2 separate regions of the Ovis aries genome follow, and region 1 is linked to region 2. The links are chromatin contacts, called in public Hi-C maps. All regions are on one chromosome and are shown on one strand. Each heading gives the region's core, a stretch centred on a gene start, on an enhancer-like site or on the middle of the called end of the contact. The rest is flanking DNA. Distances are from core to core; before and after follow the strand shown. Region 1 holds the start of HIVEP2 (HIVEP zinc finger 2). Region 2 overlaps HIVEP2 (HIVEP zinc finger 2).

Region 1 (6,480 bases), core at 3,023-5,522, 59 kb after region 2:
TGTACAAATATTTTAAATAACTTGATTTCCTCAAAGACAAACAGCACCAAACATTACTGTATCACTAGAGAAAATGTTTCTAATAAAGTTAAACTGTTTTTTTCTAGGAGGACAGATCATAGCAAACTTAATTAAAATGGATCTTATTAATATTTCAAGTAATTTCTGGGCTTGATTATGCACTACAGAAGAAACAACTGTACTGAAGAGAAAAATCAATAGCCCTTGACCAGGGCTGTGGGTATGCTAGAAAAAACACAGTTCTCTCGTGCCTTACCCAGGTCGAGCCTTTGGGGGTGGGGGAGAGTACCAATAACAATTTGGAAGTCAACTGAATTATTTTTAACACGGCAAAAAAAGGAAGGAGGAAAATCAGTTCAAATTTTCCATTATAATGAAAGTACCGGAAACAAGCCTTTTTATGTTCATTTTAGGCCCAAGTAACTGTGCAGAGAATAGGGCTTTTGCAATGTCAGTTGCACACTCTGCTTCCTGTGCGAATTCTCAACCATTACAGGTGTCCTAAACCCTCCAGTGAAACCGATCTACTATCAAGGGATTCCTGCGGTCCCCTCGAAGCCACCCCTACTGCCCCCTACCCCGAACGTATGACTGCCCATTTCCTGCGAGTGTCTCTATTAAGGACCCTCTCTCTTCTGCACTCCTGCGGTTAAAATACCCACTTCTCCTTGGCGTGGCATGTAAAAGCTTTCCCATTAGAGAGGACTAGTTCCTGCAGTCCTTTCTACTTAGATGCTTTCAAGTCAGAGAGGAGTCTCTTGAAGAAAACCCTCCTCCCCCGCTCCTTTCCCCCCACCGGAGCAACGTCCCTGAAGGACAACACCGAGGGACACTTCCTGACCTTCTACCCTTTCGCCCGATTTGGGCTGGGAGGGCTGGGGTCGCATTTTCTCGTGTCCTCTGCTGCACTGGATGTGTTATGTAAGACGGACAGGACGCGGGAGGCACATGCGTATAAAGCGCACGGATCTGTGATAACAGCTGGGGTGGCAGGGCAGATCTGGAGTCTCCCCCACCAAATACGACACCACACACACACACATACACACACACATTACCCCCCACACACACACACACGCCGCCGCCCCCCCACCCCCAGCAGTGTTTTCCTGTCTCGCCCCTACCAGAACCAGACGCACAGAAAGGAAAGGCGGGGGGGAGGGGTGAAGGGAGGTGAGAGAGGAGGAGGAGCGGCCGCACGTCTGCTTTGATAGCAGCCGGCAGAGCCGCCGCGGCAGAGAGCCCCTCGTTAACCCCCTTCCTGTGGCTGCACCACGTCATGGAACATTCCCGGAACGGGCCAACGTTCCACCCACTTCAGGGAACAGACATAAAGGCGCAGACCCAGCTCCCCACAGTGCACAGCCCAAACACACATGTCCCTTTCCCGGTCCCCCGGCAGACGCACAGGCGAACACGCATGCAAGACGCCCCCAACGGTCTCCGCGCGCCCCCGGCCAGCCCGCCGCGCCGGGAGCCACTCTGCGGCCGGTGCACCCGCAAGGCGAGGGCGCCTCCGCCTGAACCTTCCATCGAGACAGTCCCCTCCTTCCTCGCTTCCTTCCTTCTCTCCTTCCTTCCTTCCCCGCTGGGGAGGAGAAAGGAGTCGCCGAAATGCCAACAGCCGGCTCCTCCGCTGCGCTCGCTCGGCCGCAGGCCGGCGGCCCGGCCCTCGCGCCGCCCGCCCCCGGCCCCGGCCCGCGCCGCGCGGCCCCCTCCCCCGTTACCTGACGACGGGCGGCCGGCGGCCGCGGCAGCCGCAGCGGTGGCCCGGCGGTGCGCGCCGGTGCACGTCCCTCATTAGTAACCAGGCACATTCCTGCCTCCAGCGCTCCCGCGCCGCCCCCTCCCCCCAGGACATTACGCAAAGCAGCCTCCCCTCATCTGCATAGATCCTCGGCCAGGGTATTCCCCGCATTTCCCAACGCGCCCGACCCCCCCTCCCGAGGTCTCCCCCATCCCCGCCCCCTCCGACCCTCACCCTCCGGACGCCGGTCCCGAGCCGGGGGCGCGCGCCGGGAGGGGCCAGAGGGGTCCGGCGGAGGCGATTACGGTGTAAAGTGAAACGAGCTCCCAATGCTAAAGGAGGCAGGAAAAAACACCGCGCCGAGGCCACTTACCGAGCCGAGGGACCTAGATTCCCGCCGCTCTGCTCGCCCGAACGGTCGGTCCGCCCTCCACGCACCCCGAGGCTGCACCCAGCACCCCCAAAAGTCGAGACGTGTAGGAATATGGTTAAGGAGCCAGGAGACCCTCCAAGTTGCTCCGGGCTCCCGGGAGCCTCAACGTCCAAGACACAACTTGGCCAAGACTTGTGCCACAGTCACCGGAGATGTTTCTGCGGAGACCCTCCTCCGGCGGGCAGAGACAGCGCTCGGCGGCGCCCCGCTCGCCTCCTCTCCACCCCCTCACCTCCAGCCCGCCTCCGGCCGGCCGCCCGCCCCCGGGCCGCTAGCCCCTCGGGCGGCTGTCAGCTCCCGGCAGCCGCCGGGTGACAGGGGCGGGAGGAGGGCGCGACGCGGCGGCCCGAGCCCGAGCGGGCGAGGGGGATCCTCGCAGCAGCAGCAGCGGCAGCCGCTCACCTGGAAAGTCACCGCTGAGAAGAAGGAGGAGGAGGAGGACGGAGAGAAGGAGGAGGAAGAGGAGGGAGAGGAGGAGGGGGAGGAAACCCCCCTGGTGCCCTTGTTCTCGCTGCCGCGGCGGCCGCTCCTCGCCAAGGCTGAGCGTGTCTGGTGGGGGGTGTCTGGTAGCATTTCCTTAAGGACAGAGGGAGGGCGGGTGCGGAGGGAGGGAAGCGATCCCGACCGCCGGCCCAGGCTCCTCTTTCCTTTTATTTATTTTTCTGACACTGTACGGAGATGGGCCCGGGGCAGGGGCCACGAGGCTCGGGAGGGAGCCGCGAGGCCCGGGCCGCAGCCGTCTGCGTGCGGGAGCCGCAGCGGCCGCCTCCCCTCCCGGTCTGTGGACGCACCGGGTTATTCCTGGCAGCGCCTCCCCGAACAGAAGTTACTAGGAGGAGTGCGCGGCGAGGGCGGGCGGGGGGGAGAGGCGGAGAGAGGGAGGGAGGAAGAGGGAGAGACTCAGCCAGCGACGTCATCGGATCCCCCAGCGCGTCCCAGGGAGGGAGGCTGAACCAGAAAAACCAGTCTGGAGCCGGCGAGCGGAGTGGGTTGAGCGGCTCGCGGGGCGACCGGGCAGGGAGGCGACCGCTAGGGCAGGGCCGGGCCCCCGCGCGGCCGCTCCGGGCGGGAAAACCGCGGCCGCGCTCTCGCTCGCTCGGATCAGGGATCTCCCCCGGAGGGCTGGTCTCTACTTGTCTTGCAGAAAAAAAACTTGGGCGTCTCTCGGAGCCTGAGAATTTCCTATAGGGATATGGAAACCTCCTCTCCCCACCCCCATCTTCCCCATTTCCCAGATGCTGGTTCCCGGTCTTGAACACGCACGGCATTACAGAATAATGAGTATTGTCTTGGACGATTCTGGCCGGTTCCATCCTCTGATCCCTTTCCCTCACCCCGCCTCTGCTACTCACATTTGTTATCGGTCAAGAAAAACAAAATCAGACTGTAGCTGGCTGGCTGCGTTTCTGGAGCTTTGCAAAGTGTTTTAGTAGCACTTTTGTTGCACCCCCACCCCCACCCCCGCGGAAGCACGAACTTTTCTGGCGCCCTAAATGCCCCAACTGCCTTCCCTGAGGTCACTCACCAGGGCGCCCAGGGCGCACCCAGTTCGGGGAACGCGGCCCGCCCCGCCGGGGTATTCAAATCGGCTGGGGCAGCGGCGCAGGGAGCAGCTGCCGGCTTCCTGGTGGGCCGAGCTGGGACCTGGGGCGAGCGGCCGCCCCCAGCCTGCGCGAGTCCCTTCCTCCGAAGGGACGCGAGTGAAATCACACGCAGCTCGGGGAGAGCGGGGCCATGGGGCGGGGGAATCCCAGGCGAGTAGGCGCCGGGACGCTGGGCTTCCTCCCCGGCCCGGCGACACCCCGGGGGACGCCGGGGCTCCCTCGAGCCGCTAGCCTGCCCGTGTGGACTCATGTACACCCTAGAGGGGGAGGTTCCCGGGAGGCCGCGGCGGCCGGAGAGCCGCAAGAGGCCGTCGGGCCGGGCGGATGCCCCGAGCGCCTCCTCCGGGTGGTCTCCGTACCGGGCGGGGACCGCGCGCCGCCCCTCCCGGGCGGCCGAGGGGAGCCGAGTGCCCGGGCGCCGCGGGCCCCAGCCGCCCTCCCCACCCCGCGGCCGCGCCGCCGCCCTGCCCCGGGCAGAGTAAACAAGAGACGCGCAAGATTTGACCTGGCGCGACCCGGATTTCTGGCCGGGGTTCCCCCTGAGCAGGTGACTCCGTGGGAGGGGTGGAAATTAGTCTCTGGAATTCCGAGCCAAATACATTCACTGTGGTTCTGCTTTTAAGGCAGGTATTTCACCGACAACTGCGGACTGTTTTGCGTCTCAAGTTTCAGATTTCGCGGAAAGGGACCAAATGTCAAGGCATATCAAATATTCCCTTCCCTTTTCATTAAAAGAGAGTGCATTAATAGGACAGCCCCTTTAATGACTGCAAGAATAGCACTGCCGGTTTCGTTTCTGTTTTGTTTTGTTTTTCATTTCGACGTATAATCAGTGTATTTCTGAGGTTCCGGTGCAAGGGCGACATAGCCCTGAGGGCCGCTTCTGCACCGTCAAGAGGTGATACATTTTTTATCGATATTTTTTTAAAGGAGAAAAATCTGAATGATTTTTAAAAGTTTCACTGTGTCCTTTGAGAGTGAGCTCATTTAAATTCAGGGCCTACTTCCACTGAAGCGGCTTCTCCTTTCATTGTATAAGTTTTTTTATCGTTCTGCCTCTCTTGACTTAACTTGAAGCACTTAATAAAAACTCCCGATCATCATTTTCTCTTAAATGTATGCTATTGCATTTTTAGACATCCGTTTATTAAGCAAAACGTGAGTTTTGAAAATATTTTTCGCTGTCAAACCCACCTGCTACATACTCCCAGAACCCATTTTATTTAATTGCTTAATAGAGAAGATTAAGCAGTTTCTTTAAGAATCCAAATTTCTTTCACACACAATAACAGCTGCCCAAGCTCCCAGAAGCTAAGCAAGGAAAGTAGCAAGCAGTGTCTTGCTTCACAAGAATAAATGTTAGTTGAAATCTTAAAAGTCTGTTTTAAAGGACTAGATTAAGTGGTATAATGGGAATATTAGGATACTTAGGTAATTAGTTTACTTTTTTTAAAGCAAATAGACATGAGTTTTGATGACCTAAGTGGACCCCTAAAGATAGTCTTTAGTCCAGCTTTTGTCCCAAGATCATCAGATACTAAAGATGATAGCCTGAACTGAGTTTAAGCACAAGTAAAAATACTTATGAATATGTGTACACTAGGTGACATCCCCTCTGGTAGGAAGAATCACTGTCTTTAAGTAAAAGCATCCCTGTCTCCAGCTGCTAATTCTAAGACATGTCTGTCTAGTTACTTCTATTTAAGGGCGATATGGTAACACAAAAATTCCTCTCCCCAGAGAACTTCAAAGTCAAAACCAAAACTGGCCTTGGTAAACTATGCACTCAGCCCTGAGGAGTGCTATAGTTAAGTGAGGTTGGCTAGGGCAGAGCTTGACCCTGCCTGGAAACCCACATGGAGCATTACAACAAGGTAGGAACTTTCTTTTCATTCCTTGTCTTTCTTCTTACTTCTCAGGTTCAAAGGAAAGGAAAATTTGGTAATCTGGATTATAAGATATTAAGAAAGTAAAATAATGCCGCATGGCAGTAAGTTTTTTTTTTCAGAGTCAGAAATCACTTCAAACTGAAAGCGCTTTTTTTTTTAACTTTCACTGCACTGGTTCTTAGTTGCAGCACGTGGGATCTAGTTCCCCAACCAGGGATCAAAACCTGGACCCCCAGCATTAGGAGCGAAGGGTCTTAACCACTGGACCACCAGGGAAGTCCCTGAAAGCACTTCATTCAAAAAATATTTATTGAGTGCCTACTACATGCTGAAGACACTTAGGATCAGTGAACTCACAAAAAAAATCTCTGCTCTCTTGGAACTTGTATTCTAGGAGGGGGAAAGGAGATGGAAGAGGAACAGGATATAAAACAGCCCTAACATATAAATGGTAGAGAACTTTGGAAGATTACAAGCAAAAACAAAAATAGGGTAAAGGATGGGGTGGGAGGTGTCATGTTTCAGTATTAAATAGGAAGATCAGAATGGGACTCACTGAGAAGTGACATTTCTGCTGAGGCTTGAAAAGGAAATGATTTAGCAGTGGATATATCTGGAGTAAAGAATGTTGCAGGTAGAGGGACCAGCTAAGATTAAGTTCTAAGACTGGAGCAGGCCTGGCATGTTTGTGGACTTAAGGGAAACAGTGTGACAGGAACAGAATGCAACTGCCTGTGAATGAAACAGCCTCCCAGGCCACTGTCAGGACTTTTCTCATTCAGAAAA
Region 2 (6,313 bases), core at 3,423-5,922:
ATGCAATTGTGCGGTAGTTTGAGCATTCTTTGGCATTGCCCTTCTTTGGGACTGGAAAGAAAACTGACCTTTTCCAGTCCTGTGGCCACTGCTGAGTTTTCCAAATGTGCTGACTTATTGAGTGCAGCACTTTCACAGCATCATCTTTCAGGATTTGAAAGAGCTCAACTGGAATTCCATCACCTCCACTAGCTTTGTTCGTAGTGATGCTTTCTAAGGCCCACTTGACTTCACATTCCAGGATGTCTGGCTCTAGATGAGTGATCACTCCATCGTGATTATCTGGGTCATGAAGATCTTTTTTGTACAGTTCTTCTGTGTATTCTTGCCACTTCTTCTTAATATCTTCTGCTTCTGTTAGGTCCATACCATTTCTGTCCTTTATCGAGCCCATCTTTGCATGAAATGTTCCCTCACTGGAAAGCAAAGATTTATTTTGACTTTGACATCAGGGTTTCCCCATTTAAGGACCTGTATCCTCCCTTCCCTATTCAAATCAGTATTTATGCAAGGTTCAAGCATCTATGTCACTACTTCTCCTTCAGTTAAAGGAATCAGATATATAACAAACTGTTTCCCCAAAGAAATTTAGTCCTGGAGTAGGAGATAATATGACAAGAGTTCCACATAGAATATTCATGCTGAATGAATGACTGTATCAGTGAAAGAAACCAATGAAGAATACAGTCTACAAAATAGAACCCCCAACACAACACAAGGAGACAAGTTATGAGTACATAGAATTTGGGATCAGAAGACATTGCTTCAAATCCCAGATCTTCCATTCACATTCCATGAGGTCTTGGGAAAATCTTTTGGCCTCTCATTCATCAGATAATGATAATATTAATTACAACCCACAAATATTCTTTAATAATCAAATGAGATAAATCAGACATAAATATTAAAGCAAACAGTGTAACTGAGAAAGTTGTATAAAAAACATTTAAATCTCTACCTTCTATATTATTACAATAGTTAATATCCTATAAATATGAAACACTATGGATGTCTTGACAAACTGGGCAAATATCTATGGGAAAAGAGTAATGATTAATGGATGACTACACTTCCATTTGGAAGGTACAATAATACTTATTAATTCATTGCAATCATTATCTATAAAGTTTTTATCTGACACCAAGTTCAGATAATGCTGAAATCTGCTTTTGAATATATGACTTATCTCCTTGATCATACCTCATGTGCTCTCTGGACAGGCTTTGTGGGCCTCAGCAATATTTGGCAATAATCATTCGTTTCTGTGCTTTACAGTTCAACAAGTACTTTCACATATATTCATAAAGTTATCTTTAAGACAACTTAAGATAGCCAGAAAGCAAAGAAGAACTAAAGAGCCTCTTGAAGAAAGTGAAAGAGGAGAGTGAAAAAGTTGACTTAAAACTCAACATTCAGAAAACGAAGATCATAGCATCTCATCCCATCACTTCATGGGAAATAGATGGAGAAACAGTGGAAACAGTGTCAGGCTTTATTTTGGGGGGCTCCAAAATCACTGCAGATGGTGACTGCAGCCATGAAATTAAAAGATGCTTGCTCCTTGGAAGAAAAGTTATGACCAACCTAGATAGCATATTCAAAAGCAGAGACATTACTTTACCAACAAAGGTCCGTCTAGTCAAGGCTATGGTTTTTCCAGTGGTCATGTATGGATGTGAGAGTTGGACTACAAAGAAAGCTGAGTGCCGAAGAATTGATGCTTTTGAATTGTGGTGGTGGAGAAGACTCTTGAGAGTCCCTTGGACTGCAAGGAGATCCAACCAGTCCATCCTAAAGGAAATCAGTCCTGAATATTCATTGGAAGGACTGATTCAGAAGCTGAAGCTCCAATCCTTCGTCCACCTCATGCGAAGAGTTGACTCATTTGAAAAGACCCTGATGCTGGGAAAGATTGAAGGCAGGAGGAGAAGGGGACAACAGAGGAAGTGATGGTTAGATGGCATCGCCAACTCAATGAACATGAGTCTAAGTAAACTCCAGGAGTTGGTGATGGACAGGGAGGCCTGGCGCACTGCAGTCCATGGGGTTACAAATAGTTGGACAAGATTGAGCCACTGAACTGAACTGAAGATAGCCAGAGAATTTTATTATTCCCATTTCTCAGAAAGTTAAAGTAATGGTAATGCTAGTAGGTAAAACTGTCAGGTTAATAACTCGAAGTATAGAACTTTCACCATATGTCTGGAACTTCATGGTGCTTCAAATTTCCAAAGAAGAATCCAGATTTTTGTTAATATCTCCCACATGACGAATTTTAACAAAATATGAGGTATCACATCATACATACATCTCATCATCATATATGTGTGTGCATATAAATATATAATTTACTATTTTTAAAGTATTTTTTTGTGTGGACCATTATTAAAGTCTTTATCAAATTTGTTAACAATATTGCTTCTGTTATTTTTTCACGTTCTGGCTTTTTGACCACGAGTCATGTGGGATCTCAGCTCCTAACCAGAAAGATAATCTGTGCCCCCTGCATTGGAAGGTGAAGTTTTAACCACTGGACCTCCAGAAATTCCCTATAATTTACTTTTAATTGATATCAATATAAACATATCACTGAATAGTCTTTAACCGTGTTTCTATCCACAATCATTTAGCAGAGCCTTATAATACCCTACAAAGAAGGCATGCTAGGTAGGAGAATTCCCATTTCCAGATAAGGAAATGGGGATGTGGAGAGAACTTGACTCTTTACAATGTCTGTGTAGCATGATGAAGAGCAATGATATATGTACTTGGGCTGCGGGTTGAGATCTATTACCAAGCAGCTGAGTGACTTTAGGTAAATCACCCAAATGCTCTGAGACGCACTTTCCTTCTAGGAAAAGTAAAGACTGTGAGTCACTCACAGATACCACTTAACTGACAAAATTTTATTATTCTGCAACTCAGCGAATTCAGCGGCGTGGCTGAGACAAGGCCCCAGATGGTCTAAGTCCTGGCTGGTTCTTTGCCTCATCCCATACTGTACCGCCTCTAAGGAGCTCCCCCTGCTTTTCACAATTGAGGAGTTCATTCCATTTGTTTGTACATTTATCTTTACAGAGCCTTAGGCCTGGTACAGTCTTCGTTTCCTGAGCTTATGGACAGCCAGTAAAAACATTCCTTTCAAGAAAGGCTGGTGAGACAGACAGGGCTTCTGGAGAAAAGGGCGTGTCCTCCCACGACCTCCCTTCAATGCACGGCCACGCTTTGGATTTGCGGACAGGAGATGCATTCCCATCTGATGGCTTTTGATGTCATTTTCATTTTTCAAAGAAACAATATAAAATCCACAGTTGATAGGAAAGTCAGGCTCTTACGTCCAGGTCCAGGGACAGGGTCACTTAATTGAATGCCATTTAAATGGCCCAATCAAAACCTTGCTACCATGAAGGCAGGGTCACATCCAGAAGCTGGAGGTAAGGACTCCAGTGCCCAGATCCACCCAGAACTTCTCTGCTGGAATAAAGCAACTTCTTCCTACATCCCTGCTGAGGCAGGTGCCAGAGAAAAAAGCAACCTGACCCCCTGAAGAGTCTCTGGAGCCCAGCAGTAAGTAACCTGAGCTGCTCTAGGTTATTTTTTGCTGAGGGCTAGTGGTTCTTAAAGGGACTGCGCTCTGCATGCACATATCCAGACACAGGACGCAAATCAATGAAAAGACCAATGAGATGTGCCTGTCTTCAGCTAAGGTAGTTGATCAGAAGTATGTTCAACGAGAAGGTATGTGAGCAAATGTTTTATTGCACTTTCAAGGGGATCAGTAGTAATGTCCTGTGATATAACATCATGGGAGTGCTAAATAACAGAGAACTCCACTGGTTTAATGTAGAAAAAGAAAGCAGGCATTCCCCAAGGATCTGTCCTCAGTGCCAGACTGCTACTTAAGAAGAGAGGGGGGCCCAGAGATTAGAGCTGGAGATGTCTGCCAGGACTGGGCTCTCCAGTTATCATCCCCCTAAATGCTCACGACAATCCTGACAAGTATAAAACAGTACAAAGAAGGAAAGCGGTGCTGTACGAGACTTTGGAACACTCTCACAAGTTACGTGATTTACGTGTTAGGTGAGTGCTGGTCTCTTCCAATAGTGTCTATTTGAATGAAGACTGCGAAAGCAAACACTCACCCAACTCATAAAACAATTCTCCTGAAACAACTAGTCCCTTCATTCTCTGTCCTACATCCCTAAACTGGCCAGGGAGGAACAGGAATAATCCAGTAACGAGGAAAGTGGGATCCAGAGTCACAAGTGCACAGATTTGGAAACCTGCTCCCCCACCAACTCACTGGGTGACCTTGGGCATGCTAGCTACACGTATGAAGCTTCAGTGGCAATAACAGTAATACTCATATCATCAGGCTGGTTTGGAGATTAAATAAGATACTCATAGGCGTAGTGTACTTGGACTTGTGCCTGGCACATGGAACCCTTCAGTTAAACAGTTGCTATTATTAGTTGCATTAGTATTCCTATTCAGCAAGGGTGTAATTCAAGTTGCCTTGAAATCTGGCCATGTATAATCATGAGAAAAATAACGTATCAGCTAGCTGTCGGGCAGGTAGCTTACAGATGTAATCTCTGTTGCCCACAACTCTGCCAGGCAAGTGATGCTAACCCCTGTGCCGATGACGGACGTGAGGCTCAGAGGTTTCGTAACCAGCCTGAGTCATAACTAGTAAGTGACACAGCAGGGATTTTAACTCAGGTCTGACTTCAAAGCCTGTACTCCTTCCATCCAACTGAGAAATAGTTGGGGAGCAGTGTGGAAAGAGGAGGGGAAGGATCCTCTCAGTCAGTTTTTATTCCACAGCTTGTGAACTATTCCCTTAGGTCAGCCACATAACCTCTCTGTCCCATTTCATCTTCCAGCTGTGATTATTTTTTGGGGGGGAGCAGGATCTGACTTCTGCAGCAAGTCACCCACCTATTATTGATCAACAGGTAATTCTACAGAGAATAATAAAGTTCTCTGTAATCCTATTAAAACTACATTATTCTAAGTGGTTGTTTCTGAGCCATTGATCTTTAGAAATCCACAACCTCTATATAATATAAATCATGCAAAAATACAAATGCCCAACATCTCATAGTTCACAAGCATTGGCTCAATTAATCAAGATACTCAGCAAGGTGGCTACGTGCCGGTTTCTTAGGTGAAGAAAGAGAGACACAGGTTAAGTCAACTGCTCACAGTCACATAGTCAGGAAAAAGCATACTTAGCACTTGAATATCCAGTTTTTCTGATGACCTATCTCTGTTCTGTCCATTTTACTCTATCTTTCTCTGGAAGAATACCAGGATGATCTGCTATGCTGAGAAATACACTAAGGTATGATCTATTATTAGTATTCCCTTCTGTCCTTCATGCACTGCCTTTTACTTATGCTATAAAACATAGTTTCAATTAACATCTATGCTGCTCTCCAACATAGCGCAGAGAAAACCAGTCGACAGGATAACTTCCCAAGGCCGGAGTGGCTGGGGTACAGGGTCATGTTTTACTTGTCGCAATAGAACTTGAAGTGTCTTAGGGATAGGTGTTCAATAATTTCATTGACTAAAGCTCAAGACAAATATTACTTTATAAAATCATATGTATATCCCTATTTTGAATAATGATTTTAAAAAATATAGGTGCTCTGAACAAGAGAATGACAACAGATGTTATGTTTCAGAATAACATTTGTTTAATGTCTACCACGTGGATTGCACAGTCCTAAATGCTTTACATTTACTAACTTATGTATTCCTGGCAACATTTCTAGAGGTACGCACTGTCATTATCCTATGTTACAGTCAAAGAAACTAAGCCACATTAACTTGCCCAAAGGCATAAAGATAGGTAGTTGCAGAGCAATAACTTGAACCCAGCAATTCTGGCAACCAGAGTTCAGATCTCATGTAATCTTCACAACAACCCCAGGCAGCAGTGCTCATCATCTTGGAGACTGAAGGTTGTCCTTGATGATTCACTGATAATCAGGAGAAAAATGGGCTTCCCTTGTGGCCCAGCTGGTAAAGAATCCACCTGCAATGTGGGAGACCTGAGTTCGATCCCTGGATTGGGAGGGCTACCTGGTGAAGGGAAAGGCTACCCACTTCAGTATTCTGCCCTGGAGAATTCCATGAACCATATAGTCTATGGGGTTGCAAAGAGCAACACGACTGAGTGACTTTCACGTCACAGGAGAAAAATAAAAGAATCCAATTTAATTGTTTATAATAGCAATCCTGTTCTATGATCAAAATTTACCCCAAGTAATACACCCACCATATTACAATTTAAAAAGTTGTT

What was found. Hi-C and Micro-C count contacts between places; a contact is called where the count stands out from the background.
Region 1: a Hi-C map of muscle shows a contact between it and region 2, with 6 times the contacts expected there. The contact joins the promoter of HIVEP2 here to the enhancer-like site in region 2. A contact is called at or near these places in 3 of 16 Hi-C or Micro-C datasets (muscle, skin fibroblasts and tail adipose tissue).

The regions. Positions count from the first base shown.
Region 1 is chr8:67,603,891-67,610,370 of ARS-UI_Ramb_v3.0, forward strand. It overlaps HIVEP2 (HIVEP zinc finger 2), which reads right to left and starts at 4,273. Exons shown (of 11, transcript XM_060419743.1): 1 at 3,727-4,273.
Region 2 is chr8:67,544,484-67,550,796 of ARS-UI_Ramb_v3.0, forward strand. The region is part of intron 2 of HIVEP2 (HIVEP zinc finger 2); the gene reads right to left. Among named protein-coding and RNA genes, the nearest start is that of HIVEP2, 61 kb to the right of the region's middle. Within about 2 kb of position 4,673, at least 7 of the 54 cell types and tissues checked have an H3K27ac peak or open chromatin away from gene starts, as enhancers often do. A contact at or near this core is called in muscle, where this site is marked.